3 separate regions of the Mus musculus genome follow, and regions 1 and 2 are each linked to region 3. Evidence: chromatin contacts called from public ChIA-PET and promoter capture Hi-C data. All regions are on one chromosome and are shown on one strand. Each heading gives the region's core, a stretch centred on a gene start, on an enhancer-like site or on the middle of the called end of the contact. The rest is flanking DNA. Distances are from core to core; before and after follow the strand shown. Region 1 holds the start of Uba1 (ubiquitin-like modifier activating enzyme 1). Region 2 holds the start of Timp1 (tissue inhibitor of metalloproteinase 1). Region 3 holds the start of Rp2 (retinitis pigmentosa 2 homolog).

Region 1 (3,016 bases), core at 312-2,811, 300 kb after region 3:
GTTTGTTTGTTTGTTTTTTATGATACTATGAATTGAATCCAGGGTGTTGGGGAAGTGCTTTATCCATAGTCTACATCTCCAGCTAAGTTGGATTAGTTTCATTACTATCGTTGCCTATCAAAGGCATCTAGTGAGTTTGTATTTAGCAGTATTTATCTTAAACAAGATACGCCCCTAAGTGGTCATGGATGACGAGCAAAGACTGCTCACTTGGGCTTCGCACGGTTATCCAGTATGGTGAGTGCCTTGACTATTATCTCATAATTCCCACTTGCTAGGCAGGGCCACTTTGGGTGGGGGCTGCCCATCAAACCTCATGAATAATTCGTGAACTGTATGGGATTGGTACTTTTTAAAAAGGTTTATTTATTTATTTTATGTATGTGAGTACACTGTAGCTGTACAGATGGTTGTGAGCCTTCATGTGGTTGTTGGGAATTGAATTTTTAGGATTCCTGCTCGCTCTGGTCAACTCCGCTTGCTCCAGCCCAAATATTTATTTATTATATCTAAGTACGGTGTAGCTGGCTTCAGACACACCAGAAGAGGGCGTCAGATCTCATTACAGTGAGCCACCATGTGGTTGCTGGGATTTGAACTCAGGACCTTCGGAAGAGCAGTCAGTGTTCTTACCCGCTGAGTCATCTCCCCAGCCCAGTACATTTTTTTGAGACAGGGTTTCCTGTTAACCAGGCTTGCCTCAGACTAATGAACCTCCTGCTTCTACCTTCCTAGTGCAGAGATTAAAGGCATGCAGCACCATGCACATAAGCGCAGCTTGGGCGCAATCTTTCTTTTGGTGTTCCCACCCCACCACCCTAAGACAAGGTTTCTATGTGTAGCTCTGATTGTCCTGGAACTCCTTCTACAGACAGGCCTCAAACTCAGACCCTCCTGCTTCTGCCCACTGAGTGCTGGGATTAAAAGTGTACACCACCACACCTGGTGGACACAACCTTTCTTGACCTCTCTGTTTTCAAGTTGAGCTGCTGCTGCTGCTGCTGCTGCTGCTGCTGCTGCTGCTGCTGCTGCTGCTCCAACAGCTTCATTCAGTATTTAGGAGTCAGAGGAGTGCTGCCTGCAGTAGCCCTGTTTCTTGCTTACTGGGTATTAGATGGAGCAATAAGGCAGGCCTGCCTCTTTTGTTCCATCTCACTGAGTCTCGTGCATTATTCATGAATACGATATAGCTTTGGTCTCCTTGATTCCCAGCTACTGCAAGATCATTCATTATTCATGAACATGGGGTGTGGTTGTAATGCTTTAACATCTACTTTCTGGTTGCCTAGTCCTAGTAAACCCATAACCTTGCTTCGTGATTCACGATCGGGAAGAATGGCCTTGAGGTCCTTCCTTGATTTCTTTGACAGCTTAGATGCAGTAATTCTTTATTCATATTTCATAGCCTCTTGCTCTACCTGTTTTTCTAGTTACTGCCTCCAGAGCCACTTGGTGGAGCTGTTCTCCTTCTAATTAAAGAAGTCCCAAACTGGGCAGGGAAAATACATGATTCATGAGTGGGCGCGGTCCTCTTGCATCCGGGTTTCTGGGGGTGGGGCTCAGGGTTTTGTTCCGGCCTTGGGCTCTGCCGCCGCCATCTTGTGTCGGCTGCTGGGGTGAAGGAGGGTGGCAGGGAAGACCACAACCACCGCGGTCGGGGAAGGAGAAGGCGACAGTGATCCTAGCTGGCCCAGGCGGCAGGAGGAGGAGGAGAAAGAGGAGGGTGGCGGCCGAGCTTGACTTCGGCTCCTTGAGGAGTTGGCGGCGGCACGACCCGGGGAACCGGCATTGGTAATAGCTTTTCTCTGCACCTGGCTCGAAGCGCAAGGGCTCTGGGAGGTATGGGAGGGTCCCTGCTGGCTCTCTGCCAGCCCAATGTCTGAGTGCACTGCCGTGTCCTGGGTATTAAGAGTCACTAGGCAAGCGGGTGTGGGGGTGTGCAAATCCTGGGGTGGGGTGGATCACGTCTGTCTGGGACCACCCCTATTCCCTTGAGCTTCGAAATCTGACCTTGACGTCAGACCCCTATCTCAGCTTCTGGAGACTTCTGGCTCAGCACTATTACCAGGTATCTTGATCCGATCCTGAGCCATGCATTTCCTATCAGAACTCCCCACAGTCTCCATAAAGGCACCGGAATTCGGTGTCGCTGCTCATGAAAGCCGTCCATACTTGTGTGCTATTTGAAGACCTGCCCCAAAATCTCCCTTGAGACTCTTCCTAGCCCTTCAGTATTTGCTCTCATGGCTTAAGAGGGGCCAGGCTTGAGGAAAGGTCCGCGTGGCCTTCATTTCCGAATGAAGAGCCTTGTCTAGCATTTTCATCCAGTCTCCCCTCCCCCCAGGATACTATCTGTCCTTAGAGCTGCCATCTGGATTAAACCCGGTGAAAAGCTCTCTGCCTAGCCTTTCCGTGGGAAATCCATTCCTACATTTGAGATCTCCCAATACCACTTTGACATAGCATCCTCCATCGTGGACACCTGGCATTCTTATTCTTTTAAGCACCTGCCTTTAGAGACTCTCCCTGCTTTTAGGGACGCCCCCCTTTTTCACGTTCTCATTGTTCTTGAAGCATTGTTGTCTTCTCCATCAGCCATCGTAACCCCAGTATATTTCCTTTAGTCTCTCATGGGACTAGACGCCAGGGAGGACCTGTTTGGACACAGTTCTCCATTAGTGATCTCTTGCCGCCATCTACTCTTTCAGACTCTTGATTTGTAGCCCCATCTGCCCGATGGTCTCATTCTAGACCCAATTTTTGCCTTCAAAGGCAGACCAGCATTCTAGCTTCTCTTTTTATAGATTCCTTAATCTAACAACAGGCCTCAGAATCTGCCCTCGTCTTTTTTAAAGGTTTCTAGTACCATCATCATTCAGAGAGTCTCAGCATTTGCTTTTGACTTCCCTGAACCTCTATCACTGTCAGATACCTTTTTCCCCAACAGGCTCATTTATCTTCCACAGGAGTAGAAAACCTCATCTATTTACTGTGGAGTCACAAAATTGACTAGAGG
Region 2 (2,933 bases), core at 103-2,602, 510 kb after region 3:
CTTTAAGCAATGCAAGCATGTCATGGCACAAACACACACACACACACACACACACACACACACACACACACACACACACACACACACACACACAGTGTAAAAAAAAACCTTTTAAAACAGTGTATTGTACATAGTACCCTGTTGAGTGCTGGCAGGAGGTTTTTGTGTCCTGTGGTTTCTGAACCAATTTACCTAAGTTAATAAAATTGAATTAGCTAAAGTAAATTTACATAATAACCTTAGTAATGATGTACAGTAAGCATTCAGTAAGTAGCTGTGATCACCACTACCATATTCTCTCTGTCTCTCTCTCTATCTCTGTCACAGGTTCTCACTATGTATCGCTGGCTGTCCTGGAACTCACTGTATAGACTATGTACCCTCTAATTCTCTGGATCAGCTTGCCTGCTGCGATTACAACCATTGTCATTATTATTGGTCTTTCCTCCCTATATTAATTGAAGATGCTAATCAGTCCATAGAACCCTTCCACAGGACCCCAGGGAATACTCCTGCATCATCAGGAAGCTGGTGGGCAGCAGTTGCCTCATCCCATCCCCACAAGGGGTGTGGGCTGGTTGGTGGGGGAAGGGGCAGGGCAGGATGGAGTAGGGATGGTTTTTCTACTGACTCACTAACTTCTTTTACCATCAGTCACCACCACCACCACCACCCATGCTCACCACACCATTCCCTGCTTGTCAAGATTGTGTCCTGCCTGAGTTAGGACTCCAGGGTCAGGAAGCCTAGGTTTAAATCCCTGTTTTGTCCTGTGACACTAACAAAGATCTTTACTTCAGTTATTTGCCTGTTTGGTCTTGTTTCTGTTTAAGACAGGGTCTCTTGTAGCTGATGATATCTTCAAATAGCCTCACCGGTGTGTGCAGCCACAGCAAGGTTTGGGGTACCTAGGCTCTGTCTGCAAGCAGCCTCGGTTCCCTCCCAGTTCTGCCAGACTCAACTGCTATCTTGGATAAGTCATAGACTTATCCAGTGTATCAATTTCCCCACTATGTATTTGTGCCTCTTCTCCCATGTCATGTCCCTCAACTGCTTTTCTAGTTTGTCACCCTCTGACACCCCTCACCAGAATTTCAGATCCACAGGAATGCCTTTCTTGTGAGATTGTTACATAGTAGATGAAAGGCGTGAGAAAGAAGTTATTGGCTTCAGCCACAGGAAGTTTGGGGAATATGGGAAACCTGAGAGGCACAAAGCTTTAGGCGCTCTCTCTTCTGCCCTTCAAGGCCGCCAGGAAGGACTGTGCATGACGTGGAGCTGGGGGAAGGGGGCGCAGTGGGCTGGCTGGCAGAGGAGGGAGTATCTTTGGGTTTATCCTGGGGCCCGCCCCTAGGCTTTGACTCCAGCGGTGGGTGGATGAGTAATGCGTCCAGGAAGCCTGGAGGCAGTGATTTCCCCGCCAACTCCGCCCTTCGCATGGACATTTATTCTCCACTGTGCAGCCCCTGCCGCCATCATCGCAGATCGGGGCTCCTAGAGACACACCAGAGGTAAGTGGGAGCCGGGTGTCCTGGCAGAACTGGGGCTTGCCTGGAGCCTGTGTTGGTGCGGCTCATGCAGCCCTTGCCAGACTAACTGCTCACGTGGCTTGCAGGTATCAGGATCCCTAGTTAGCTAAAGAGGAATATAACGGGAGAGGGCCTGGAATGATCGTCCCAAGCTGGACTCTCCAGACTCCTTCATGCCTTTGCTAAGTGCTCCAAACCCACAAGCCTTTAATACCTTGAAGACTTCCCAACTTGCCTGTCCCTCAATCCTTATGGTTCCTGGTAACTCCCCTGTTCTCTTTGCCATGTCTGGTTCATGGAACTTCAACAGTTCTTCTGCCTACAAATTCCTCAAGCATTACCATTGTCGTAAACCTCCAAATTCCCCAAGACCCTTAACCCCCATTTTCTCCAGCTCCCTAAAACCCCAAACCTGTTCTAACCCCCCAATATCTCTGAAATCCTCAGCCCATTATATTTTAATAGCCCTAATTCCTCATTATATTTCTCCAGTTTCCCAAACTCCAAATTCATCACTACACAAATGTCAGATTTTCCCAATTCTGTTAAATTCTCAACGTTCTCCGCTCCCTTATTCACCAACTGCCACAACTCCATTCTCTAACCTAAAGAGGTCCCAAATCTCCCTAGGACCAATGGCCATGTAAGCCGTTGGTCTGGGAACCTATTAACACCTACTCTTTACCAGCAGATACCATGATGGCCCCCTTTGCATCTCTGGCATCTGGCATCCTCTTGTTGCTATCACTGATAGCTTCCAGTAAGGCCTGTAGCTGTGCCCCACCCCACCCACAGACAGCCTTCTGCAACTCGGACCTGGGTGAGTCTGGCCCCCTTTCTGTCCCTCTTAATCCAATAGGGTTCATTATGGCAGTTGTCTCTAGGACAGTTCTACTTACCCTTCCATACATCTGCTTTTGCCACACTGACATCCTTGGGCCTAAGCCTACCTTTGTGCTGGCTGCTCCCAGTACTATGTACATGCTTTTCTGTAGTTATCTACATGGGTGGCTGCCTTAAAAGTCATCTTACTGAGGTGCTTGCCTACTTTTATTTAATTTTAAATTTAATGCCAGCCACATAGTACTCCTGAACCTTTGTTACATATGCTGTTAATGGCACTTCTTAGGACACAGGCAGGCAGACTTCATTCAGGACCATGACAATTAGAATTTGCCAAGAGATGGGGGTGGTGGGGGGAGATAGATTAACTCTCAACATTACATGGGCAAATGGAACTCAATGGCCAAGGAACAGTTTGGGAGTTGGTGAATGGGAAACCATTGAGAAGAAATATCAAAGGCAAGAGGATTCAGGCTAAATCCATTAAAAAGATTATTTTTATTTATGTGTATGTTTGTGTGTATTCCATGTGTGGTGTGTAGGTGCCTGTGGGTCCTCAAG
Region 3 (3,277 bases), core at 736-3,235:
GAAGAGACAGTGTCTCAAGTAGCCCAGGCCAGTCTTGAACTCCATTCTGCTTCTAACTCTCAAATGCTGAGAATATATTGCCACACCCAGCTATAATTTGTATGATTTCAATTTAATTTTGATTTAATTTGATTTGGGATTAGACTGACAGTGAGATGAGAGTTAACCAAGTGCCTTCAGTTTTATTTGAGGATCTCTAAAAACTAATTACAGGTTGATCTAGATTTTGTTTCAGATTTGAGTTTCTCAAGAGCATGTGTTTCAAAGCAATGAGTTAGGGCTGGAGAGATGGATCAGCAGTTAAGAGCACTGGCTGCTCTCCCAGAGGTCCTGAGCTCAATTCCCAGCAACCACATGGTGGTTCACAACCATCTGTAATGGGCTCTGATGCCCTTTTCTGCTGTGTCTGAAGAGAGTGACAGTGTACACACATACATAAAATAAACAAATAATTTTAAAAGGGTGTGCTCAAAGCAATGAGTTTTAGAAATTCTTTCTCTAAAATTAGTTTTATTGAGTTGTGTCTTTATGAAGAACATGATCCATGAGGGACAGAGGATCTGAATTTTTCTAGTTCTTGCTCAATTCCATTCATTGTGACCACAGATTCATCCCTGGATTTCAGCTTCTTATTCTGCACTCTGCAGTGATCAAACTTTTGCTATTCTATGAATATAAATTAGCAGCAGGGCTCTAATACAAAACTATCCTCACATAGAACTTTGATCTGACTGAAGAAAAAGGCAGTAATGCACAGCTTTTATTGTCCAAGACCTGGAGCTTAACTTTCAGGTCATTTATAATTCTTAAGCACTGTACCCTTCTTCCTGGTTGTACAAAAAGGGCAGGAAGTGAAAGGAGGAACAATCTTAATGCCCAAATTGAGTCAGAGGCTCTTTTAGAATCTACATTAAATGTGATAGGTATGGTCAAGTAAAAAGATAAACAAATTTGAAAGTGCTAGTCTGCATTTGATGTCTTATCATGATGTTTTAATACTGTATCTCAGAGAAATCAACTTATTATGAAAGCAATACATGGGCATTGTACTCAAAGTCCACCCAAATACAACAAATGTTAATGATTGTGTATATTTTTATGTTTTCACGCGAACTTTGTACCATTTGCTTTGAACAGATCAGGTTGTTTATATGATAGGGTTTATATCCTCTATTAGACTTTGCACTGCTTGAGTTCCTAAAGCTCCTTTGTGGTGAGTCAACATGCCTCTCTTACCCTCTATAGTTGGACTACTGTCTTTTGGAAGAGATTGGAAAAAGGTTATATGTGCTTCTGTCATTGGATGCATAAGCTGAGAGATTCAAAGGTACATGCCTTTTTGTAATATCCTTTTGCTCCCAGATTCACTGTTCTAGTAAGGAGACAATACTAGGTTTTTATCCTAAATACTTGTCCAATTTTGGAGAGATAAGTGGAAGCTTTTAGACATCCCTCAAAGGATTGGAGAGATGGCTCAGTGTTTAAGATCATTTGCTCCTCTTGCAGAGGATCCAGGTTCGCTCCCTAGCACTTGCTTGATGGCTTACAACTATTAGTAACCAGGAGATTTGAGCCCTCTCCTGACCTCTACAGACACCAGACATGAACAGTTCGACCAGAAGCTTGTGGGTTCCCTAGAAAGGTACTGAAAGGGAGGAGTGAAGGACACAAATTTGTTTTACAAAATCAGCAAGATTTTTTTCCCTAGCAATTTTTGTCATAAAACAAGTCCACTACTCTGTATGGCATCCCCTCCAGAGCTTAAATTTTGGAAACTTTCGAAATTTGAGCACCGGGTCAGGAAAAGGTACTCAGCCCAATCAAACAGCAGCCAGCTAGCCCAGCCTAGTTCACTAGAGGGGAGAAGCTGGGGGTGGAGTAGGACCGACCTGGGGACGGGGCCCTCGGTGAGAGCACCTGAGCTGGCCAGCCCCCCGCTGACGTAGGATTGGTGAATGAATACTTTGGCCTGAGCTCATAGGAGCAGAGCAGCTTGCGAGGCATTGATTGGCTCAGAGGCTGCTGCCCGCTTATTGGTTGCCATAGGTCGTCACGGAGACCTAGGGGGTTGGGCGGAGAAGGGTGTTGGGCCTGGCGGGAGTGCTGAGGGTTCCTGGCGGCGGGGCTGCTCCCCTGGGCGGTGTCCGGGGAGCTGTTGGCCGAGTCACCCTGGCTTCCCGCCACCCTCTGAAAGGTGTCTGAGCGAGTGGGGTCCACTACCAAGACCCTTAGGCCGCACCATGGGCTGCTGCTTCACTAAGAGGAGGAAGAGTGAAAAGGCTGAGGGAGAGGAGGAGCAGCCCAAGCTGTACAGCTGGGACCAGCGGGAGAAGGTGATGTTTTGGGGATCCCTTGCTTTGGGCCCTCCTCGGCTGCCCTTTGCAGCAGATGAAAGCGGGCAGTTTGGCGGGTGGCCCACAACTGGCTTTCACTGGCGCGCACAGGCAGCTGAAGTCGCACGACTTTGGGGGCGGGATGTGAAGGGCCCAAAGGAGGCATAGAGTTAGTGGTCAGCCTAACTAGACTCCCAGGGCCTCTCTGTAGGCTCTGCACCCCGACTCCGGATTCTAGAAAGGACTCCAGGGAGGGAAAGAGCCAGGAAGGTGCTGAATCTCCAATCAGCTCATTTCACCAGCGTTGGCCAAAGGGGTTTGGTCCAGTGGTCGAATTACACACGCAAGACTGGTTCTCATCTTTTCTGCGGTTTGTATTCCCAAGCTGTTACTCTTTTGTCTGCTCTCCTCTGAAAATCGCTTTTGGTGCCTCTTGGTGTTACTCAGTTATTAAATGGACTGTTTCATGTCTACCTTTATTCTCGTCTTCCATTTATCAGAAAAGAATAATGAAAATTGAGGCAGTCTTGGAGTGTATTGTGTAAGGTGAAAGTACCCAACACAAACCAGGAAGTAGTTTATTATTGCAGCTTTATATGAACGAAAATGCCATATATATATATATGTACACACACACATACACACACACATATATACATATGTGTGTGTGTATATATATATATATATATATATATATATATATATATATATATATATATATATATATATATATATATATATATATATATATATCTCAAAAGGTTTGAAAAAGTCTCCTAATCTTGCACAAAACACACTTACTTAGGCATACATTTCACAATGGTTCCTCTTTCTACAAAGTTCTTCTTTTCTTCTTAGTGTAGTTGCTTTGTAAAACACTTAATAGACATCAATTATTATAGTTTCTCAAACAAAATAAGAACGCTTGTTCTTTTAAATGGGTG

What was found. ChIA-PET counts read pairs in DNA pulled down with a chosen protein or histone mark. Capture Hi-C pulls out chosen DNA fragments and counts their contacts.
Region 1: a contact with region 3 is called in an RNA polymerase II ChIA-PET map of memory CD8 T cells, with 18 read pairs. The contact joins the promoter of Uba1 here to the promoter of Rp2 in region 3. A contact is called at or near these places in 9 of 39 promoter capture datasets (the 3T3-L1 cell line, 3T3-L1-derived adipocytes, the C10 cell line and 5 more), 1 of 115 datasets of contacts at active chromatin or transcription factors (memory CD8 T cells) and 3 of 9 other capture datasets (adipose tissue, liver and pancreatic islet).
Region 2: a promoter capture Hi-C map of adipose tissue shows a contact between it and region 3. The contact joins the promoter of Timp1 here to the promoter of Rp2 in region 3. A contact is called at or near these places in 1 of 39 promoter capture datasets (cranial neural crest) and 1 of 9 other capture datasets (adipose tissue).

The regions. Positions count from the first base shown.
Region 1 is chrX:20,661,335-20,664,350 of GRCm38.p6, forward strand. It overlaps Uba1 (ubiquitin-like modifier activating enzyme 1), which reads left to right and starts at 1,562. Exons shown (of 26, transcript NM_001136085.2): 1 at 1,562-1,791.
Region 2 is chrX:20,868,814-20,871,746 of GRCm38.p6, forward strand. It overlaps Timp1 (tissue inhibitor of metalloproteinase 1), which reads left to right and starts at 1,353. Exons shown (of 6, transcript NM_011593.2): 1 at 1,353-1,511; 2 at 2,221-2,349. The coding sequence starts at 2,226. The region is part of intron 5 of Syn1 (synapsin I); the gene reads right to left.
Region 3 is chrX:20,362,496-20,365,772 of GRCm38.p6, forward strand. Rp2 (retinitis pigmentosa 2 homolog) reads left to right here and starts at 1,986. Exons shown (of 5, transcript NM_133669.5): 1 at 1,986-2,333. The coding sequence starts at 2,241.